4 separate regions of the Mus musculus genome follow, and regions 1, 2 and 4 are each linked to region 3. A link is a contact called in public Hi-C and promoter capture Hi-C data. All regions are on one chromosome and are shown on one strand. Each heading gives the region's core, a stretch centred on a gene start, on an enhancer-like site or on the middle of the called end of the contact. The rest is flanking DNA. Distances are from core to core; before and after follow the strand shown. Region 1 holds the start of Hnrnpc (heterogeneous nuclear ribonucleoprotein C). Region 2 holds the start of Cdadc1 (cytidine and dCMP deaminase domain containing 1). Region 3 holds the start of Cenpj (centromere protein J). Region 4 holds the start of Mettl3 (methyltransferase like 3).

Region 1 (2,800 bases), core at 259-2,758, 4.5 Mb before region 3:
ACTCTTAGTACCAGGGATTGAATCCAGGTCTTCCTGAATACTAAGCACTAACACTAGGCTACATTAAAAAGAACTCAACACCTAGCCGGGCGTGGTGGCGCACGCCTTTAATCCCAGCACTCGGGAGGCAGAGGCAGGCGGATTTCTGAGTTCGAGGCCAGCCTGGTCTACAAAGTGAGTTCCAGGACAGCCAGGGCTATACAGAGAAACCCTGTCTTGAAAAACCAAAAAAAAAAAAAAAAAAAAAAAAAAAAAGAACTCAACACCTACAAGAGAGAAACTAATTTGTTTTTAAGCACGGTTTTACTATGTAGTCCTGGGCTGCCTTGCAATGGGTAAGGGGTCCTGTCTCAGAGCCTCCACAATACAAAGATTACTGGCCTGCACTATCATACATAGCTATAAACTGCCTTTTTGAGTTTTAGAGGGATAGGACTAGTACTGAGGTAGCTGTAAACCCTTGCTGTGCCTTTTAATTATTGTTCCCAAGTCCAGCTTGAAATTTTTCTGCTAACATCCGTGTCAGGTCCCCTCCCCCCAAAAATAAGCCTTTCCCCCTATTTATTTATTTACGAAACAGAGTTTCTCTGTGTATCCTGGGCAGTCCTAGAACTCAAAGAGATCTGCCTGTCTCTGCCTCCCAAGTGCTGGGATTAAAGGCGCGCACCACCTAGAAACTCAGTGAAAATACTTGACCTGTCTAGTACGATCCTGTCAACCGCTTCTAAGGCTCAATTCTCTCTATGACAGTAGTACCTACCTCAAGTTCCACTAACTTATGATTTGTAACCTGCAGATAAAATGTGAGCTGTAATTATTCCAATTAAAATTAATCTTCCGCACTTCCCTTTACAAACACAAGCACTCCGACTTTTAACCATTTTACCCCTAGAGGAAAAAAGTAATGATTACTCAACCTATTGTTAAAACGCCGTTCAGATGCCATGTAGCCAGCCTGGAATTTAGAAGCTTCCAGTCCGACACCACCATGTTATCGCTCCCCTACCCCCACCCAGCGTCTATCTTCGGAAGTGATAACGGAATCCGTAAGATATCCCCGACAATTACATCAACAAGCATTTCGTTCTTCGCTTTCTTGGTCCCCCCTTGGAATCCCTGATGGGCAAAGAAAATCAAAGTAGCCGTTAAACCCGAGCGCGCAGACAGGGTATTTTCGTACGCACCGTGGCCTGGAGGTCACTAGGTTGACTCCGCGCCAAGGCCGAGGCCCTGTTGCCTCCCGCATGAGACCCAAGTCCCCACCGCACGGGAACAAACGCGGCCTCGGCTTCTGCCGCGAGGCCGGTTTCCCCCTTACACACGCTGGCGGGGCCCAGCAGCCCAGGGCCTCCCCTGCACTCGCCCCCTTCGCTTACCAAAAGGAAGGAGAGAGAGAAGAGACCGCCTCTCCTACTGCGAGTCTACGCCGAGACGCCGGAGCTACAACAGCGAAGAACCACACGACCGTTCGCTCTCCGTCTCCTCACAAAATGGCCCCCGAGCTCCTCTGCCGCCGAGGCGAAAGTCCAGCCCCCGCCTCGTTCCTGGAGGCGTTCCTATTGGCTGTGACTTTTCTCGCTCCCGCTCCTAATTAGCGAGCGCTACCGCTCCTCACAATTCCGTCCAATCATAATCCGAGGTGGGTTGGGCTAATTGCGAGAATTTCCACATGCGTAACAGAGGCTAGTTAGTAATTGGTTCAGCTTCATGCCACTTAGTGACTGACGGATGGTTATTGGTCAATGTACCAGACGGAAAGCTGGGTGGAATTTTCGCCTTTGTATCGCGCACAGCTTCTCATCCGGGTATCCGGCGGATCTGACTGACGGCCGCATCGTCCTATCAGTGCTTCTGAGAGCTCCCAGGTCCGGCCAGATCACCGCATTTCCGCGGCGCGGGGGTGGGAGAGCCTGGGTGGAGTCTGGTAGCGGGTGCAAACGGCCTGCCCTAGCCCCAGGCCTAGGAAAAGGGAAACGCAAACAAGCTTCTGAGAAGGGAGGAGAGTTATCTCTAGGCCGTCTACTAGCTCTGCAGTTATTATCAAATTCAGATCCCTTCTTTCTGCCAGATTCTATAAGCTGTTGGGAGGACATGGCCTTCTCAGTGAACAGCTCCCCCTCCAAACCAACTGGGTTCTGTAGTTCTCTCCTGCAGGAGCAATTACCCGACCTCCTATAAACCCGCTTCCTTGTCCCAAGTCGCCACACAGTCTGCAAACCCAATGGCCAGCCACCTCAATTTCCCACTTTCTAGAATAGACTACTTAATCCCCTCAGGTTTGGTCTGCCACTAAAGCTCTGGTTATACTGTAGGAACATTAAATACACTGAAATGTATATATAGCTTACGGAGAAAAGGAGATTGTATCCCAGAAAAATTTCCTGATTTTTTTTAATCTTTAGATCTTTAAACCTTTGCCTTTTTCTTTCTTTCCTTTTTTTTCTTTTTTTTTTTTTTTTAAGAAAAAGATTTATTTACTGTTTTTATATGAGTACACTGTAGCTGTCTTCAGACACACCAGAAGAGGGCATCCGATCCCACTACAGATGGTTGTGAGCCACCATGTGGTTACGATCAGGACCTTTGGAAGAGCAGTCAGTCCTCTTAACCTCTGAGCCATCTCTCCTGCCTAGCCTTTGTCATTTTCAAAAGATTTATTTTATGTAAACCAGTCCAACGAGTTTATGTGTTCCCAATTTTACATCTTATTTTTAAAAAGAAAAGTTTGGGCTAGGTAGTGTTTCAAGTGCAAGCCAGCCTGGTCAAGTTTCAGGACAGCTAGAGCTATAGAGTGAAACTC
Region 2 (2,898 bases), core at 375-2,874, 3.0 Mb after region 3:
CTGATAACAGGTATGGGTCAGATTTCTAAACAAGATTTCAAATAAAATATTTAAAACAAAACCAACTTATTTCTCTTAAATAAACAAAACCTCCATGGTATCTGTCAGATGAAGGAGAGGATGCCAGAAACCAAGGGTGAGAAAAAAAACTTTTGCACTGAAAAGGGATTCAAGTTAAATGTATATAACAGAATTACGATGAGATAAAATATGGACAATAAAGCTAAAAGGATTTCCAAATTTTGTATTACTAGCAAACTGACTTTTACAATGCACATTTTTAAGGCGCTAAATGTCTCCAAAAGAAAAGCCTTAATACCTGGTAATCATGGCACACACTAGAAATAACTTTTCAGACTGGAAATATGAGCTAGTTCGCTGTGGTTACAGGCACAGCATACAAAAGCCATGACACCATTCCTAGGTTCTTGCTGCATTTGGCTGTTAGGACTACAGTTGGCCAATGAAACCAGACTTAGACTACTGCTTTTCCAAGGGTAAACACTCTCTATGGAAATAAGGTATACCTGAGATTTTTGCCCTTGGGCTTCCACTCCTGGGAAGAGCTCCATCCAGAGACTGAGCAGGGTGAAAAGGTTCACTTTAGAAAGCCTTGGTATTTGACCTACAAAAGAGAAGGCAAGCACTTCAGAATTTCACTAGTGAAGGCAGAGGAGCTAAGCTCAAAGCTACGAGTGAGCTGCAGATGGTCTGGCAGGCAGGAGAATAAAAGCTTCCTTAGCAAGAGTGGCCACAACCTCACTTTCAGTGACCTCGGGTGGCACTTTCCAAAGTTGGGTGCTTTTTTTTTCTCCAGCTCACCCCACAGGTAAAATAGTAAAACTGATACAAAGGCTCTGGAAATAATCAATCAATCAATAGGATAAGGGCTCCTCTCTGATGTAGCCGAGGAGCAAGGTCCCCACCCCTACCCCTCTGGAACCTGGCATTGCTAAAAGGGCAATGGTTGGAACATGATTGATCTTCAACCATAAGGCAAAACTTGAGGGAGGTATCACGGGTGGTGAATTTGCCAAAGCGCAATTTCAGGCTCTTCAGCTCCGGGATACTGACTCTAGGTGCAACCACCCACCAGTGCAGGACAGGACGCGACCTATGAAGCCTGGACAGCACAGTGTCCGGGACGCGCGCCTGGCAAGGAGACCAGGGACGGCGGGGCAGACAGGAGTCGCTGTGAGTCACAGGGCAGGCAGGGTGTCAGGGAGGTGCAGTATGTGTGTGTGTGGGGGGGGGGGGGGGAGTAGCAGGCTAGCAGGGCGGGAAGGAGACATAGAGCAGGGAGGGTGCTGGGCTGTGCGGAGACACAGGACAGGCAGGATGCGGAGCTGGAGGGAGACTCGGGCAAGCGTGCAGAGCGCCAGGAGAGGGGCAGGGCGGGAGAGAAGGCCACCGCACTCACCCGTCATGCTGCCCGTCTGCGTGCCGACTGACCTCTCGGCCCCGGAACCCTCCAAACTCTGCATCTGATCCGTTTCTTTCATCCCCAGCCCAAAGGCCTCGGCCCAGGACAGCTTGCCCGGTCAGGCATGATAGGTTCCTTGAAGCTCGCCTACGGCCACCTCTGCGGCCTGTCAACAACCGCTTGTTCTGCGCAGCAAGATGACGTCTCGGTATGCCCCCCCCATCGCTTCCGGCGCTTAATGTGACGTCAGAGTCCGGCGCACCGAGGTGGTGGTGGTGGTTATCTATCAGTTATGCTACTCTGTGTAGCAGGCTGTGTTCAGTGATTTTTGCAGAAAGAAGGACGCTTGAAGTTGTCTTGGTTCGGGACAGTAGGGGACCAGGGTGGAGGACTTAAACAGAGAGAGGCGAACATAGAACCGGAGTGGGCGAGGTGGGGGAAGCAGGGCCATCGGAACCCAGCCGTCAGATGTGGGCGGATCCCAGGGTATTTGGTTCTGCTTCATATCCAAACTCACACAAACTATGAGAAGAGAACTGGGAGGATCGAAGAGTTAAGTAGACAGCGGAACCTGAAAAATCTGAGTTGTCCGTCCCAATGAATTTGTAAATAGAGCGTACGTGTGCGCGCTTACCGTACAGAGGGTATCTTCCTCTATATGGCCCTCCAAATGTTTGTTTTGAGAATGGGTCTCTGCTTGGATCTGGAGCTCACTGGTTGGCTACACTGGAGCTTCATCCTCCTGTCTCAGACTTTACACACTTGTGACTACAGGCTGGTGCAGCTTTACTCAGACCTTTTTTTTTTTTTAATGTGGGTTTGAGGGATCCAGAAGGAACTCCTCAAGCTTATATCTAAAGCATGTACACAATGAACCATCTCCTCAGCCCCCAGTGAAAAATATAAAGTGTAAAATGAAGCCTGGAGAGGTCAGAAACATGGCCCAGCAGTTAAGAACACTTCCTACTCTTCCAGTGGGTCTGAGTTCAGTTCCCAACACCCACATCCAGAGTGGGTCACTACAACCCTTAACTCCAGAGATGGATATTTGAACAAAAATTGTAAAAATAGTTTTATTTTTATTTAAAATATAATATCATTACAAATCTCCCCCCTCCCCGAGGCCCTGATCATTTTTAAATTAATTCATGGTTTTTCTTTAACCACTATTGTTTATATACATGTATTATATATGTATATAATATATACACACATATATCTCTACATATATGTGCTTGTATGTATATGCTTTTAGGACTGATCACTTGGTACTGGATAACTAGTTGAGGGGACTTATTCTTGGGGAAGACTAATTTCTCCTCTGTTATTATTTACCCTTCATCTAGATATGGGACCCCTGGGAGATTTCACCCATGTTGGCAAGTTAGCTGGTGTTGGCATTGTTCGGGTCTTGTTTTGGCAGCCATGTTGTTGAAATTTTGTAGGTGGAGCTTTCCTGCAACAACTAGAAGACA
Region 3 (2,749 bases), core at 164-2,663:
AGCAAGTCCCAAAGACAGTGTGAGTGTAAAGTGAGAGACTGTCTTTAAAACAAAACAAAAGCAAGAAAACCCAGAGCTGGAGAGATGGCTCACAGTGGGTAAAGTGCAAACTGTACACGCCTGGCGATCAGAGCTGGTCCCGGAACCCACATAAAGGTGAAAGGAGACACTGACTCTACAAAGTTGTCCCCTGCCCTCCACACATGCAGAACATGCATGAAATCCAACACATATCATGTACACAACAATATTTGTAAAAGGTAATCTTAAAACTAAATAAATCTTAATTTAGACAGTAAACAAGCTGCAAAGAAAGTCACTCTGTAATGTGAAAATCGTCAACAATTCCCTGTTAGACTGAGCAAAGTGTAATAATGGTTTAGGGCAGCATCTTAACATCGTCTTCACACACACACACACACACACACACACACACACACACACACACCTTTTTTTAAAAAGCACTAAAACTTCCATACCTTTGCTACAAGTCCATTACTGTGGTCCTAAAACTATACGTACTGCCAGTTTTAAGTATTGAAATACTGATTCACAGTTGGGTATTGATGATACACACCTATAATACAGTGTTTGAGGTGGAAGGCTAGCTTGGGCTACATAACAAGCCCTTGTCTAAAGAACGCCAAAAATTTTCCCCTAAATTTGTTTTTTATTACTTATACGAAGGCCTAGGTAAACTACAAATAATAGACTGTCTAGGACAGTATGTTATGTAAACTCAGATATTAAAATCTGAGGTACAACACCACCTGCTTATGAAGTTGTAGTCATTACCGTAAGTTAATTGTACGTAAAGCTGCCTTTAAAAAAAAATCGACTAATTGAAAGCTTTGACATCTTTCTGTTCAAAACATAAATTATCTGCACTGGAGAAGGAGGAAGTTACGAGGAGACAATTCAGACCTTGATTGAGGAAGATACGAGGAGACAATTCAGACCCTGAAAACTTTCAGCTGACAGGTCCGCCTCCCCTGAAACACAACTCTTCTTGAAAGCAACAAAGCTTTTGGAGAAGCCGAGATAAGGCCTCCTGAAAGACTGCAAGCGGCGCCACTGCACCCGGCCCGGCGAGCGTGTCGCCCGGAACAGAAACACGCACCCCGGCCGACCCCCTTGAGGACCGATCCCCCGGGTGCTCGGAAGAACAAAGCGGGCTTAAGCCCCGGAACCACCGCCGCCCGCGGGCGCCAAGCCCTCCGCGCCATGCCAGCCCCAAAGCCCAAGCTGGCCTCTCAGGAACCGGGCGGCGGACGGGCTTCTCCGCTCCTTCCGCCCATCAGTTACCGTTCTTCGAAGAAACAGCTGTTCAGACCGCTCCGACCAGCGATAGTCACCACTTAGCTGGCCCGGCATTTACGAATGAGCCGCCACAACCATCGCTGCAGCCAGAGCCCCGCCTCCTGGACCGGCCCCGCCCAACTCTGGTCCAGTGACTCCTGGGAAATGTAGTTCCTACAGTCCGTGTGAGCTTGCGCGCAGGCGCCTCGGACACATGCAAACTACAACTCCCAGCAACACCGCCATAAACGTTGCTAGGGGATGCTCTATGCGCGCTCTTTTGCGGCGGGCACTGGTCAACAGCTGTTGTTCTGAAGTCAACCGATTGAGATCTGACCCCTGCGGTAACAGAGAGCGTACTCCATTGTGCCAGGAACACAGAGATTCAAACCGAATCTAAAAGACGACAGGTTTGGGAGAGTTTCGTCGTCTTCGCTTTTCTCTTTGAATGGGTTTGATTTAATAAAGACCTGTTTAAAACAAAAAAGTGACATTGGTAGGACGAATAAGTGAAGATAACCGTGGAAAAATTTACTCCGGAAATAATCATCTATTATGTGGCTAGTCGATGGCTGCACAAAGTGTGTGCATTCAGTGTTTAAATTATATGGAATATTGAAAGTGCAGATATTAAAATTATATATGGAATGTTGAGCGCAGATTTCACTGTTTATTTGTTTTGCCACCAGAGGGGTTCCAAAATACAGACATGACCCTTTAATCTAGGATGCTACAACACTTCAAGCTACCACAGTTTTTAGACTAGGTTTGAACAATATTGTAAACTAACATCTGTTTTTTAAATATATAATTTTACTATTTTATTTTTACTTTATGTGCAAGCATATTTTGCCTTCATGTTAGTATGTGCCCTGACGTGTGTCTGGTGCCTGTAGAGGTCATAGGGGCCATCTGATCCCATGATCCCATGGAACTAGAGCTACAGATGTTTGTGAGCTACCATGTAGGAGCTGGAAACTGAACCCAATCTTGGGAGAGAGAACAGCAAATGCCCATAACCACTAGGCCATCCCATTTTCTCTTCTCCGGTTGATCAAATGCTTGCCTAGTATGTTCTATCCTCAGCACTGTATAATCCAAAATTGGTGACCAGTCTCTCAGGTGGGGAAGGTGAATCAGAAATTCAAGGTCACCCTCCAATATAGAGTAAGTTAGAGGCCAGTATGTTAACATGAGATTCTATATAAAAAGGTCATCAAGAAGAATTGCCCTTTATACTAATTAGTTCAAATAAATCAATATTATTAAAGATAATTAAAATTTTGTACAGACACCTCAAACATGGAGACGGGAAAAGTTTTTGTTTTGCTTTGTTTTGTTAGGTTACATCATAGATGAAAAAGCCAAAGTTCAAAACTACCAAGATCACACACCTAAAATGTTGACAAGAGAATGGAGCTCAGTGGGTAGCAAAGACCTTGCCTGCTGT
Region 4 (3,159 bases), core at 642-3,141, 4.3 Mb before region 3:
AGTGTTACTGTTCTTCATTCCTGGTGTGTTTGAGATAGGGTCTTACTGTGTAGCTCTGGCTATCCTGGAACTCACTATGTACACCATGCTGGCTTCGAACTCTCAAATCTTGGTTTCTAATTATTCCCTTTTCCTATGTTTTGCACTTTGTGTTCCATAATGCCCTATTATCTTTTTTAAATTATGTAATCTGATAAATCTTGTATTGGCTAATGCAGTTTAAAAATCAAGGCCAAATTTAACTGGCAACTCCAGTAGGAAGTCCCCATTAAGCTTGCCCCATTTCTTAGTCATTGTAGCGACTGTGGACCCATTCATTTAGCATCTTACATATATAATACTGTAGCTGTGACACTTTCTTTCTTTTTCTTTTCTTTTTTTTTTTTTGGCTTTGTTGTTTTGTTTTGAGGCAGGGTCTCTCTAGGTAGTTCTGGCTGTCCTGGAACTCACTGTGTATACCAGGCTGGCCTCAAACTCACAGATATCCCTCTTGTTTAAAAAAGTGCTGGGATGGGCTGGTGAGATGGCTCAGTGGGTAAGAGCACCCGACTGCTCTTCCGAAGGTCTGAAGTTCAAATCCCAGCAACCACATGGTGGCTCACAACCATCTGTAACAAGATCTGACTCCCTCTTCTGGAGTGTCTGAGGACAGCTACAGTGTACTTACATATAATAAATAAATAAATCTTTTAAAAAAAAAAGTGCTGGGATTACAGGCATGAGCCACCATGAAGGGTTTTTCTCCCTGCTTTTTCTTCTAATCTTCTTTGATTCTCACATAGATTTTTAAGCTCCTTTAAGGTAACAGCAGTGTCTTCTTTTTGCCGAAACCCATGAGTAGTGTAGATATGCAATAAATGTTCACAAATTACGGTGAGACTGAATTTCACCAAGGTCTGCTGTTGTGAGCTGTGAATACTGCAAAGCACTGACATGCTACCCACACATGTAGTATGGATTCGGTATTCTCGCAGAGCTTTGCAACTGGTTTACCTTAAATAATTGAGCTTGTGCTGGAGAAGGCTATTAGGGTAGTACTCTTTTAAGTGCCTTCAATTTTTCTAACTTTGTCATACAAGGGGGAGGGGGAAAATGTTTAAAGACCAAAATCAAGTGTTTTCAGATTCTTGCTACGTTTGTAAACACTTGCACTACTCATTCATTAAGGTCCTAGTGAGAAGGTCCTAGTGAGGACCCTGTTGTGGCTGCTAAACCGGGCTCTGGGGATAGATATACAGAAGCAATCCTTGCTCCCCGCCCACATGGGAAAGAAAAGACAGTGACAAAGCAAACGTTACAACTAAGGTAAAACAGGCACAGAAGCAACAAAACGGGTTTTGCTGGCTCTCGGAATAAGGTACTGAGAGGCTTCACGGACGCAACATTCTCCTAGACAGGACTGGAATGGGACCCAAGGAGAGGAGTGGACCCATGTTGGTGTGGTGTTACGCTTGAAAAACCGACGCCCGGGAGGAGGCACTGCAAGCTTTCCCGCAGGTGGGCATGCGTTTCAGCTACTCGGGAAAGATGGGGTAACCAACAATCGAGGAGTCCAATAAAGGGCTGCTCCGGAAAGGGCGCAGAGCCCGGGGCTGTCTTCCTCTCCAGGAGTCTCTCGCCCCGCCCAGGCCCGCCCCGACCACCCCGCACCTCACCCAAGTGCCCAGAGTCCTGCTTCCGTCGCCGCTGCAATCTCTCGCGAAGCGAGTCCAGCTGTTTCTTATGGGCCTGGATAGAGCTCCACGTGTCCGACATCCTAGCTCCCAGCGCGGACTCGGCTCGAATCAGGCGCGGCGGACTAGCACCTCCCCAGCCTAGAACTAAGAAACATCTAATTCTCACGAGGACGCCCGAAGGCCAGCCGGATAGAGCCAAGATGAAAAGCCACTTCCGGTTGGCGAACCAGCCGGACGTAATCCTCACGGTAGTTCTCTCTCGTGTTTCCGGGAGCGCTGAGGCTGTGTTTGCCATGTTGGTAGCTGGCAGACCCGCCATGTTGTTTCTTTAAGTCGTTAGTGACAACGCATTTAAAATAGCAGGGCTAGAACAAGTGTGAGTGTTTGACGGGTGGGTGTATGCGTGGAGAGATGGATGGACGGGAAGGAGTGAACAGACTGTTAGTCTGGTTGATTGTATATTCTGGTCCTTGCACATACGGTCAAGCACTGTATCATAGATTTCTGCCCTTAAGGCCCCAGATTTTCTAAGTTAAATATTATCTTCCTTCCTTCCTTCCTTCCTCCCTCCCTCCCTCCCTCCCTCCCTCCCTCCCTCCCTCCCTCCCTCCCTCCCTCCCTCCCTCCTTCTTTCTTTCTTTCTTTCTTTCTTTCTTTCTTTCTTTCTTTCTTTCTTTCTTTCTTTCTTTCTTTCTTTCTATACAAAGTGTGTGAAAGGAGAGTGGAGTTTCACTATGTGGTTCTGCAACTCACAATCCTCCTGCCTCAATATCCGAGTTCTGGGAATTCAGGCATATTCTAAGACAAACATCTTAATTAGGGAACCATCTTTTTCAGCGTGAGGGAGCACTCTTTAAAAATGTTCAGGATGAGTGGAGAGATGTCTCGGCAGGTAAGAGCACTCAGTGCTCTCCCAGAGGTCCTGAGTTCAATTCCCAGCAACCACATGGTTACTCATATCCATCTGTAATTGGGATCCGTTGCCCTTTTCTGGTGTGCCTGAAGACGGCTACAGTGTACTCATATACATATAATAAATTTGTTCTTTTTTTTTTTTTTAAAAGAAAATGTGCAAGAAATGGGGAGGTAGCTCAGTAAAGTGTTTGCTGTGAAAGCATGAGATTCTGAGATTCCCAGAACCCACATAAATTTAAGGCAAAGCTGTGTGGGGTGGCAGACATTGTTTTAGCTTAATTTAGAAAAAGGTTTATTTTTGTGTTTGAATATTTGTATATGTGTGTTTGTACACACACACACACACACACACACACACATACCTGGCTCCCCTGGAGACCAGAAGACGGAGTCATCTTCGTGAACTAGAGTTACAGGCAATTGTGATGTACAATGTGGGTGCTAGGGTTTGAACCTGAGTTCAATTCTGTAATAATAAATTGTGCTCTTTACCACTGAGCCTTATCTCCAGCCCATGACTAGGCAGTTGTTATCTCAGTGTTGGAAAGGCAGAGAACAGTAGATCTCC

The links. Promoter capture Hi-C pulls out the DNA fragments that hold promoters and counts their contacts. Hi-C and Micro-C count contacts between places; a contact is called where the count stands out from the background.
Region 1: a contact with region 3 is called in a promoter capture Hi-C map of pre-B cells. The contact joins the promoter of Hnrnpc here to the promoter of Cenpj in region 3. A contact is called at or near these places in 2 of 39 promoter capture datasets (liver and pre-B cells).
Region 2: a Hi-C map of muscle stem cells shows a contact between it and region 3, with 3 times the contacts expected there. The contact joins the promoter of Cdadc1 here to the promoter of Cenpj in region 3. A contact is called at or near these places in 2 of 39 promoter capture datasets (liver and pre-B cells) and 2 of 484 Hi-C or Micro-C datasets (CD4 T cells and muscle stem cells).
Region 4: a promoter capture Hi-C map of pre-B cells shows a contact between it and region 3. The contact joins the promoter of Mettl3 here to the promoter of Cenpj in region 3. A contact is called at or near these places in 2 of 39 promoter capture datasets (liver and pre-B cells) and 1 of 9 other capture datasets (pancreatic islet).

What each region holds. Positions count from the first base shown.
Region 1 is chr14:52,102,513-52,105,312 of GRCm38.p6, forward strand. It overlaps Hnrnpc (heterogeneous nuclear ribonucleoprotein C), which reads right to left and starts at 1,509. Exons shown (of 9, transcript NM_001170981.2): 1 at 1,377-1,509. It also overlaps a transcript of Rpgrip1 not described here.
Region 2 is chr14:59,596,335-59,599,232 of GRCm38.p6, forward strand. Cdadc1 (cytidine and dCMP deaminase domain containing 1) reads right to left here and starts at 1,625. Exons shown (of 10, transcript NM_027986.3): 1 at 1,421-1,625; 2 at 528-625. The coding sequence starts at 1,502.
Region 3 is chr14:56,570,433-56,573,181 of GRCm38.p6, forward strand. It overlaps Cenpj (centromere protein J), which reads right to left and starts at 1,414. Exons shown (of 17, transcript NM_001014996.2): 1 at 1,306-1,414.
Region 4 is chr14:52,303,233-52,306,391 of GRCm38.p6, forward strand. It overlaps Mettl3 (methyltransferase like 3), which reads right to left and starts at 1,892. Exons shown (of 11, transcript NM_019721.2): 1 at 1,656-1,892. The coding sequence starts at 1,755.